Linked DNA regions of Zea mays: all the other regions are linked to region 3. Evidence: chromatin contacts called from public Hi-C data. All regions are on one chromosome and are shown on one strand. Each heading gives the region's core, a stretch centred on a gene start, on an enhancer-like site or on the middle of the called end of the contact. The rest is flanking DNA. Distances are from core to core; before and after follow the strand shown. Region 1 holds the start of LOC100281714. Region 2 overlaps LOC100281714. Region 3 overlaps LOC103654691 (peroxisomal fatty acid beta-oxidation multifunctional protein).

The links. A called contact is a pair of places that touch in the nucleus more often than the background predicts.
Region 1: a Hi-C map of leaf shows a contact between it and region 3, with 6 times the contacts expected there. The contact joins the promoter of LOC100281714 here to the enhancer-like site in region 3. A contact is called at or near these places in 2 of 25 Hi-C or Micro-C datasets (bundle sheath and leaf).
Region 2: a contact with region 3 is called in a Hi-C map of tassel, with 5 times the contacts expected there. The contact joins two enhancer-like sites. A contact is called at or near these places in 4 of 25 Hi-C or Micro-C datasets (bundle sheath, ear, leaf mesophyll and 1 more).

The regions. Positions count from the first base shown.
Region 1 is chr4:228,762,597-228,766,268 of Zm-B73-REFERENCE-NAM-5.0, forward strand. LOC100281714 reads right to left here and starts at 1,348. Exons shown (of 15, transcript NM_001154634.2): 1 at 1,113-1,348; 2 at 970-1,010; 3 at 522-591; 4 at 286-434. The coding sequence starts at 1,188.
Region 2 is chr4:228,744,454-228,748,375 of Zm-B73-REFERENCE-NAM-5.0, forward strand. LOC100281714 reads right to left here. Exons shown (of 15, transcript NM_001154634.2): 15 at 2,044-2,761. Among protein-coding and RNA genes, the nearest start is that of LOC100281714, 18 kb to the right of the region's middle. Within about 2 kb of position 1,463, at least 20 of the 20 cell types and tissues checked have an H3K27ac peak or open chromatin away from gene starts, as enhancers often do. A contact at or near this core is called in ear, leaf mesophyll and tassel, where this site is marked.
Region 3 is chr4:228,309,223-228,312,649 of Zm-B73-REFERENCE-NAM-5.0, forward strand. LOC103654691 (peroxisomal fatty acid beta-oxidation multifunctional protein) reads right to left here. Exons shown (of 18, transcript XM_020552871.2): 14 at 3,209-3,330; 15 at 2,932-3,053; 16 at 2,672-2,820; 17 at 1,838-1,976; 18 at 1,257-1,610. The coding sequence ends at 1,563. Among protein-coding and RNA genes, the nearest start is that of LOC103654691, 15 kb to the right of the region's middle. Within about 2 kb of position 1,564, at least 15 of the 20 cell types and tissues checked have an H3K27ac peak or open chromatin away from gene starts, as enhancers often do. A contact at or near this core is called in ear, leaf, leaf mesophyll and 1 more, where this site is marked.

The DNA.
Region 1 (3,672 bases), core at 98-2,597, 450 kb after region 3:
ATGTAGCTACTGTGTAAATCACTTGAGATTGTGTGTTCCACTGTCAGCTATTTGTGTGTGATCCACTTAAATTTGAGTGTAATTCACTTGAATTTGAGTGTTCCTTACATATGGCATAATCCAGTCGATCACAAACAAGTGCTAATGGCATATGTAGCAATCGTGGGATGCACTGTAAGAGTGCTACACAAGCATCACTGAGAAATAAACATAAGTGATTGGCACCTTTCACAAATTCATCACAATAGTAAATAAAACCTAGGGAGGTTGGAGAAGAATTATTACCATCTGGTCCGCTAGCATCAAGACCGTCTTCAGTGAGAATCTCCGGCCACAATAAACAAACAGATCTTCAAGGCTTGGTCCGAGTAAATCAATAACAAGAATGTTTTCATCGCCGTCAATGCCGCACCATTTTATGTTTGCGATACCAGCTACATGGATTCAAAATAGCAACAATTCAACACAGATAATGGTATAACAATCAGCAAAGTAAGATTTGTATGTACTCAAACGCATACTCCCTCCTTGAAGAGCATTGTACAGTTTGGCCTCATATAGCAACTGTGGATGATTGGTTTTGCTGCTTTCCTGTACATAATAATAAACATAAGTTCCAAAAATAAACATGGCAAATACACATCTACAGCATATATTAATTTGCAATGTGTTGTCATATAATAACTCCATTCATTTGTAACTTCATCAAATGACTACTTATCATGTCCTAACAGATGTCATTTTACAGAGATGGTTTCGTTTTCATTTTTTTTACAAAGAGGTTGCAAGTAACCTAGAGCACAAAAACCTGAGGGGTCCAGGACGCTGAATCAACATTACACAATTTTAAGCTCCACCTCATAACCCTACTGCGCGCCGCAATAAGCATAGCAAGAAGCCGCGAAACCATAGACGAATTCCAACAAAATCAAACAAAAACGAGGGACGGCTGAGGGAACGGGGGCTCACAATCTTGACGGCGACGATCTCGTAGGTGTCGACGTGCGTCGCTGCATAGAGAGGGAGGGGACAACAACAAGCACAGCACCAAAACCTCGTCAGATCCAAACACCAAGCAAAGTGAACAACAGCTGTCGTGATCGAGGTCGAACCGAGGTAGATCTCCCCGAAGGAACCGCTTCCGATCTTGCGACCCAGCTTGTACTTGCTGCCTACGATCCGGTCCATCCCCTCCTCCACCAGCTTTTCCTACGCCTTTCAGCTCTGGCTCTATCGGCGCCGCGACGGCGAGTGGAAGGAAAGCGAGGGGACTAGGGTTTCGACTGCCGACTACTGCGACGAAATGGGTAGCAAAGAAGGAAGAGGAGAGTGGGCAAAGTGGCGGGTTGAAGGCTTCTAGAAGGTCGGAAACGGATTAGATTTTGCAGCGCAAGACGCGACGGTGAGAAAAAAAAAGTAATGTCGGAGACTCAAGCAGCTTTGCTTCCAACAGCAAACTTCAGGCAAATGGATTTAAATAAAATATATATAAGGACAAAGTATTATCTCTACTACTTATTAAGGCTCTAAGGGTAGCCCGCATGGCTGTTGTTCAATCTGGATCGTCCATCCGTGCGCACAAAAGTTCAATACATGTTTACAATATACCACTAACTGATTACAAGAGCTAATTGCTTTCTCTGTAGCAGCCACGTTTATAAGTTGCTGCCGCACTCTTTTGCTAGCCGATATGGTACCATTTATTTGTGCCGCGGTAGAGAACATGAAATTTATTTGGCTGGCTGATATGAGGCCCATCTATCAATTCAATTGTAAACGGCCCATCTAGGAAAAACCCTAGATATGCCCGCGCCCGCAGGCTCTCCGTCGGTCGCGCGGCTCTCGCGCGGCGGCTCCTCACCCGCCGTCGGTCGCTCCTCATCTCGCAGACAGTCGCGCACCTCCTCTCCTCTACCACTGTCGCCCCCTCCTCGCCGCCATTACTGCTCGCCGCGTCCTGACTCCTGTAGTGGAAATCGGGCGGAAGGAGGTGTTCGGAACATCGAGGCTGCGATCCCAGCGAGCAAGCTCGCGTGGCTTGGTGGGCACAGCCTCCTTCTCGCCGCCAGCTCTCACTCTGGGCCGGCCGGGGTGGTGGGGGACATACGTCTTTGGGATGTTCGGGCGAGCGCCACGGTGCCAGTGTGGGAGGTCAGGGAGAAGGAGGATTGCTTTGCTGATGTTGCCGCGTCTGACGCACTGTCAGCGGTGTTCAAGGTGGGTGCAGCATCCAGTGAGGTGTTCATGGCTGACCTGAGGAGGCTTGGTAACGGTGGTGGCGTTGGATTGGAGCCATGGGTGTGCATTGGCGATGGATAGAAGGCGGCTGCAGCCGCATCATCTGGAAGGAAAGAGAGGAATGGTTGTAGAATTGAGTGCTACTGCAGTTGGGTGTTTGTGGCACGAGGCGCGGACGTTGAGGTGTGGAGTCAGGTGGGATTGGCACCAGAAGCCAGTGGAAAGAAGGTGATGAGGAGGAATTGGGTTGGCAGTGAACTATCCACAAAGCCCAAGATTGTGAGCTGGGCATTTGGTGGCAGCAGGATGGCATTGGCCAGAGCTGATCAGCTGCCTGTGGAGATATGGGATAGTGCTACAGCAGCAATTGGCGCAAATCCCTGAGTAGAGGGAGGATATCGCAAAAGCAAGCCGACGCTTGTCAAATGTTCAATTGCTGCTTGTTCCTCTATGCAATGTAAATTTACTTTAGCGTGTTGTTTGTGATGTATCCCAGATAGTTAGAATCTTGAATGCAATGCCTGGAAGGTATGGAATGATTTTACTGGGGTTGAATATATTCTGTGTTTTCTGATCATGCAATCTACTGAATTTTGTTATCACCCTAGGAAAAAGGGTAATACAGTATCTTTTTAAGCAATTGTGGAAAAAGGTCTTTGCCAGGGTAAACTTTGTTTAACTGAGTTATTCTTTTTGGGTATTGAAAATCTAACTTCCTCAATAAGAATTTGCATAATTGTCTTACATCAGTTATAGATTTGGTGCTTCTAGAAGCTCAACACAATTCCATAGAAGCTCACCACAATTCCAGCATGATATGGGAATCTGTTACAACATGCTTTGCAATAGTTCATGTGTGCTCTCAGGTCTGCAAGATTTTATGGTACTCCCTCCGTCCCATAGTACTATTTGTTTTAGCTCTTATTTTTTATGTTTATATTCAAATGAATGATGATAAATATATACATATATATAAAACATATACATCAAGTATTGTATGAATCTATTAACATCCCAAAATAAATTTTTATTTGGGACAGAGGGAGTACCATTTAGATATGAGGATTGCCTAGAGATTCGTCACTCGTTTGCTCAGAAGTTGGAAATAAATGATGACTACTTAAAGCAAACAAATACTGTGGATGGAACACAAGGTTTGATGAACATTTGGGCGTTTGAATCATTCCTGTTCTGCTGGTCGCCTCACATTTAAATTATCGAGTACCCTGCAACTAAACCATCGAGTTCCACTGAAGTGCAAATTAGTCTTGACAAGCACCTAACTGTTGCAGGGGCGCAGGGGCAGATGTTTCTTGTAGGTAATATATGTGCTGAAATTGGGTATATAGCCCGGTGGTTAAGGGCTTGAGGCTCCAAGGGAGGAGCCGGCCGGCTGCGGTTTGAACCTCGTTTGGCACCAGGCCTAGCCGTGCC
Region 2 (3,922 bases), core at 213-2,712, 440 kb after region 3:
CATATAAATAACCAATAGGATTTACTCAATTATATGAAGATGAAACAAAACACTCTCAGTGGAGGTTTCACACAGTTTCCAAGATCTTGGAAACGAGTTAACATGGTTTCATCCCCATGAAACTCCATGAAACTCTTCCTTCTTAAATGATGTGACATGTCATCAAAATAGCTGATGTGGCAGGCTAATTAATATATGAAACACCCCATGAAACCTTCATTGTGAATAGCCTAATGCTAAAAAGCAGTACAGGTTCATGAGAGGTTTGGTCGACCCCTGCATTTAATGGTTGGTCTATTTCTTCCTCTCACATATTGTGTAATTGTGTTGGAGTCCATAAGCAGCCTGATGTTAGCTGGCTATTAATAAGCACCCACTTTTATTCTCTCTTTCACGTCACCGTAAATCTAATGTGGTACTCTATGCCTTACATCCAGCCTATATATCTTATTATACTTGGTCTCATATAAAACCAAACTATTCGGTACCGGGTTCAGTCGGCCTCTAGCACTTGGCAGCGTACACAACCGTCCGCACCAAATACTATGCAGGATACCACTCCGAAGCGGCCAGGAATTAAGGATGGCACGAGAAAGGGGCGCCAGGCAAACCGATTCGACCAGCAGACACTGCGACGAGGACTGGCCGCGGGGGCTGTCGCGTGCACAGCCACGTCGGAATCAAATCCTCTACAGTAACATCCTTTTGACGTATGGGGCCAGGCACCGGTCGGCCCCACACGTCAAGGATGAGGTACGTTCATGCACGTTACTGCAGGCGCCACGCCCGTGCCCCGGGCGGGCCCGGAGGTCGTTGTTCCTCTCCACCGCTGCAGCGCAGCTTACAGCTCAGGTGGCCAGGACGAGACCAGTAACGTGGCCGGCGCGGCGGCAAAAGATCCGAGGCCTTCTCGTGGGCAAAGAAAGGACATGTCATCTACCGGGTCGGCGACGTCGACAAAGACAATCAGGTACCACAAAACAATACAAGTCACAGTCCGCTCTGAAGTCTGAGCTGAAACAGATTATACAAATTAATGCATGTTCTAAACCGGGTGCCTGGGCGATGAAGCTGCTCAGCAAGATGGGCATATATACCTAAGGCTGAGGAGAAGTAAACCGACGCGTTCCTCGAATACGGGCCCGCGGAATCGCATTTCGTCGTCGAGCAGTGCTGTTGGCAAACCTAGAACTTCCCCGTCGATCGGTTACAATTGAGATCTCATAAAGAGGGCAGCAAGAGCGTCATCGCCTTCGTGGTGTGGGCCCTGACGGGTGACGGCTACAAGTTTGAGAGGCCTGGAACGCTGGAGCATACCTACAACTATGGTGTCACCGACACCGAGTATGACAAGGGGAATTGCATATGCCCAGGTGTGCAATCTGGTTTTCTTCGCGCTAGGTCCCTGCAGCTGAGATGCTTCTCTGGACACAACATGATGCTGAGTTGTGAGCCATTGCCCTTGCCAGGGATCAATCCACACCAATGCATGTCACATCCATCCTGGACCCTGATGAGTGAAATCGGTACTATCCAATGCACCGACGTTTTTGGACTATAGAGAAGGATGATTCCCTTCGCTTTTCGACAAACTTCCTACGGTGTTCATATATCGTAATTCGTAATGCAGGTGTTCGTCAACGACATCGACTTTGCCAAGGAACAAATGAGCTCAAACACTCTGCGAACAGGATTCTGTCTCGAAAACAAGAACAAGCGTTAGACTAAGGCGGCTCCAGCTGTGAAAATTGCCAAATTCAAGAACTCGACTATATAGTTAAACCAGGAATGTTATAAGCGCGATGACTAAAGCTGGACTTTAACATTCTGCTCTGTTTCATGTTGTCGCACAACAAATGCATGAATAAATTGGGCAGTTTTGAATTCTGGCGAAGTGCTGTTCAGACTCGACAAAGTATAAAGATGGCTCCACTCCTAGATACAGTTCATCCTTTTTATAACTAAAAAAACATTCACTTCGGAACCAGCGTTATATCATTGAAAGATATTGATGCAATCAGAAAAATGAGGGATACCTAAATATGTACACTTTTATCAAGTAAATCATCTCATTCCACCTCAACACTTAAGAACAGCCCTTCTAAGAAATTATGTACAGTTCATTGTTTTTATGACAACTGGAGAGAGAATGCCAACAAAAAAAACACCAACATGAAAAATCAATATGTGGTAGGACTTCCTCACAATGTTATAAGCTATTCAACCCTCATTCAAATAAAATACAGGCAACCATGTCTATGACAGGAGCACGGCATGATATTTACCTCTGCCCAACCAGATTGTTGTCGATTGCAATTTAACCTTTTTTTATCTCGAGGCCATGAGCCACAGCATGTGTTTCTTCAAAGTTGCGGTCACAGTTATAGATACATGGATGCTACCCAATCATAAGCTTCCCAGACCTCTTCATAGTCTTTGTATGGTGCTATTTGGTGTCATACATTGCAAGCTGCGGCCAATCCAAGTAGAATATGACAGCCTTTCAGCAAAGAGGGTGTATGCTAACCAACCATGAACTTCCCGTATACCACCACTCTGTAGTTTTTGTATGGCGATTTGGTGTCAAGACACTGGAAACTGCAGGTCAATACTGGTCGGATATTCACTTTTAGCGAAGAGGCGTTGTCCTAACTGATGCATGCATATGTCATTGAATGTGCATGCTAACCAATCATAAACTTCCCAGATACCTCTTCGCGATGTTTTGCATGGTGTAATTTTGTGTTCAACACAATGGAAGCTGCAGTAAATCTAAGTCAATTAGTACATCACTTTCTACAAATAAATTGACAGCATCAAAATGGAATATGATCAGAAAAAATACGGTGAGAAATCCAATTCCTGTTACTTGCAAGAGAATGCGACAAATAGCAAAAGTAACTTGCCTTATACAAGTTAAAAAGTTGTAACTCAATCCAAGTAGAATGCACATTGTCGCACTGCTGCAGCCCGTAATTAAAATGAAAGCTATCCAGGTGAAACCCCAAATTTTCATTATGCATAGAATGTGTCACCATTATTAGGTTTGTAAAGGATCCTGAATCAACGACCCCATGCAGATGAGTTACAATGTATCCACTCGTGTTGAACACAAAAATGAATATCTGACGTTCCTAGGCAAGTTTTCAAATTATACGCAGATGGAGAAGAACAAAAAACAACCAGAACAACCAACTGATGCTGAATTCATAACCAGCATCAACCACATTTCTGGTTGGTAGTAATCACCTCAAGCAATACAGAAGTCCTCATAAAAATCCGACAGCTATTTCCAGCAATGGCCTCATGCAACTAAGAAGCATTGGATGTTTGTCCAGAATGCATCCATGAAACTACATCAGGCAACCTACAAGAGCGGTGGAGTGCAGCAGTGAGCCAAGTGCCAAAAGTTCAGAAAAAGGGCCTCAAATCCTTGATAATTCTTGTGGCATGGTGGCTTTGGAATCACAGGAATTTGTGTTTTTGAGAGGGCATCTCCTAGCAGTGCTGTCATTCTACAACACATTCGAGAAGATGCTATCTTGTAGGGCATGGCTGGGGCGAAAGCTCTCAGAAGATTGTGGCCTTAGGTCTTAGGCTTCTTTGGAGCCTGTTGGGTGTGTTGGGTTGCGTTTGGAGGCCACTGGTAGTGGTGTGCATAATTGAATATGTTCTTGGCTGCTTTCTTAGCGCCTTGTACTTGGTCTTTTTAAGACCCTTTTTCTCTTCTTAATACAAAAAAATGAGCAGCTCTCCTTGTTAGAGTATATGGTAGGCCCAAGTAGCCCATGTATAACACTATATAGCTACCCATTAGGGTTAGCCCTAAGCATTAATTATCACTGTAACATGGTATCACGCTAGGTTACCCTCCTCTCCCACCCAGCCGCTGCCGCCCTTCCCTCAGGCGTGCGCGGCTTAG
Region 3 (3,427 bases), core at 314-2,813:
GCGCCGCCTGACTGGGCCGAGTTGGGCTGGCTTGGGCTGAATTGAGTTTTTCTTTTTCCCTTGATTTTCGAAATGCTTTTTTTATTTTCTCTACGGTTTTCAATTCAAATTCAAACCAAGTTTCAAATTCAAACATGTGCATCAATTCAAAGAATATTTTAGGCTCAGCATGATGCAACAAATTATGACCCACATAAGTTTTGACAAAATAAATAATAAATCCCTCACTTAATTAACCTAATCCTACTCAAAAGGAAGAGAGAGAGACTAGAGAGAGAAAGGGTAAAACCTGAATTTGGTAGGCATTTAGAGAAAAAATTTATACCCCAAATTAAGGGTGTTACAGTTTAGCTTTACCTCCTGTGCCTAACCCTTCACAACAGCACGAGAAAATTTTGCGGCGTCGAGAGCTCTCTACACAGAAAGGAGTGATTCCACAAGTGTTGATCAAGTGGACCTCATAACTGGAAAAACTAGCAACCTAAGAAGATGAGGCAATCACCGTCGCGCGATTTCCACGGATAGCGGCTTGGGGACAAGCCATCTCTCAAAAGGGGAAGAATGTCAAGGATTCGAAAGAGTCAGAGGAAGAAGGCAAGCCTAGTCGTAGTGTGAAGTCCAATCCAAGAGTAGTGGGCCGTAATGGACCCACTAGGTGGCTACAACTTTGTTTTTGTTTTATTCTCGTGAACCTTGGAAGAGGGGTTAAGGAGGTGGAGTGGACCCCGTAAGGGCTTGTTCGGTTAGCTCTCAATCCATGTGGATTGAGTGAGATTGAGTGGGTTTAAATCCCAAGCAAGTCAAAGTTTTTCTAAATTTTTTCCAATCCATGTATAATGGGAATAACCGAACAAGACCTAAGGGTGTGTGGAGAACAGATGGTCGGCTGCGCTCAGATTTCTGGCGGTGACGCTGTGTAAGGTTCTAGATATTAGTTGTAATCCAGTGGTCCGTAAGAAGAGACGTATGCCGGGAGCGGCGTACAGCCCCACCTAGATCAGTGTTCTTACAGACCGTCATCCCCGCTGCAGAATGGAGGAATGAGGGGAGGCCTTGACATCGTCGTGGGCCATGGCCTCACCGTACTTCTCCCATAACCCAGCGAAGATTGCATTGGAGTCCTCCGGGAGCACGATGGGACATGGTGATGAGCGGCACGCCGTGTGCGCGTCATTGTCCCCGCCGCCATGGCCCGGCCGTCCTGACTCCTTGTTCGCTGGATCACGACGCGCGGCCGTCTTGGTTGGCGCAAGCGATTAACTCGAGAAGACGACGCACTGATTGCGGCATATATTTCCATTCTTTATTACGTACGTATTGAACATTGCACACATGACAGCGACATACAGAGTGATCAGGTGCAATTAATCCATGCCACTCTGTCCCCAGAAACTCTGCCAGTTACAGTCAAAGGCACCAAAACTGTTACAATCCCTTTATTTTTCATCATTTCTTCTGTGCCTCATGTTTGTGTTCACGGAGGTGTTTTGATCAGCGAAGCAGCCGTCAATGGCTCATCCCGCAAGTATTCTGCATTATTCTGCTCAATGCTGGACAGCACCTCACATGCGTGACCTCGCCGAACCTTGCTGCGAAGCTCCTGGTGCGCTCTGCGGAGAATATAAAAACGGTTAGCATGACGAACAGCCTGCTCCATGATTTGACATATAGCGTCACACTGTTTTCTGCAGCAACAGCAGTAGTCTAGACGAATCGGTAATTGTATTATGATAGATGATTAGCACAAGACCAAAGGTAAATTCGCATCTATATCAGAATGGAATATCTATGTGCATCACCCAACTCATGAGGATGCTGAGTGACAATGAGAGCTTACCAATGGTACACCACTCTTAGCTCGCTGTTCCAAATATGATGATGGTTTGAAGAAGGGGCCATAAATTTCAGCCCACTTGCTTAGCTTAGAATGTATGTAAGGTGCTCCAACAGTGTCAGCCCAGAAGACAAGACCACCCCTGCATTTTTTTTGTAAGTTCAAATAAATACTCAGAATAGGCACCACACCTCCTTAAATCCATAAACAATACAACATAGAAATACACAAATGGTAAATGGGAGGACAATGATCATTGCATTAGAAGAGGTTTAGCTTGTATTGACACTAAGGGCTGCCAATACTTGCACGACGTAAAGATAGAATTCAGTTCAATATTAAGTAGAACTCTCTGCAGAACTACATACAAGTCAAGCATACAGTAGTCTTGGACATTTCAAACAATGAGGAACCAGATCGATAATTAGACAACTATACACATGTTAGATACTATATGCAACACAATCATAGGATGAGAGGTTAGCCTGTATAATTATTAGAGTAGGTACATTTGTTGTATGAGTACATTAGCAAGGTGCTAAATTTGAAGACATGCCATTTAAATTTATTTCCATAAATTGCAAATCACACCCATTGCGTTTTGTCTATATGATCTATTAAGTGTTCTTCCAGGAGTATCATCACAACCTGTGGTTTTAGTGAGATTTGGGATTCATGGATTAAAATTGTAAATTCATTCAGCAAACTTGTGCAAAAATGAACGTGCCAGGGATGGAAAACTGCGAGTTAAGTGGAAGAAAGTAAAAAAAAAATCATTTTGTACAGAAGTAACTACATAAGCATTTAAATACAGTTAAAACTTCAAGTAATTCTTACCTGTATTTAGGAAAGCCCATTCCAAGAACAGAAGCAATATCAAGATCAGAAGCTCGAATTACAACATTTTCATCCATAACCCTGCATGCCTCATTCACAACTGGGAAGAAAATCATCTCCAAAATATCTTGATCCGTTAAAGTAACAGGCTGCAAGAAATATAATTTGGTCGAATAAGGATCTTACTCAACAGGAATAGAATAAAAATTCTAATAAAAATGCACAGGCCATGTATCAAGACAGGCGTGAGAAAACAGTACCTTTCCACCAGGCATTGTGTTTGCGTGCTTTCGGTACTCCTCGATAACATGCTTAACACTAGGATCTGGCTTTGGCTTCCCACCCTTCTCATAAATGTAGTAACCTTTGCCGTTCACCTTTCCTGAAAAACAGTAATTTGGAAATTTCACTTCTCGAGAAATATATAAAATGTGCATTCATCTATTAACTGGTTTGTGCCATTATATAAGAGGATCAAATTAGCCATCATATAAGAGAAGATCAAATTATGAAACAAGCAAATGTTAAGAAGTTTACCTTGTCGTCCATCCTTTACCATCAAATCCACAAGGTCAGAGTCCAAATTTCTTTCTCCAAAGGCATCAGCGTAGATATCCTTTACTGCCAAGGCAACTCCATACCCAGCCACATCTTGGAGTCTACAGGGAAGCAAGGAAAAAATGCCAAATTTAAGAACTCACAAGAATCATGGAAGTAAAATTTAGAACAGTCAATCAACAATAGCCATTTAAGAAT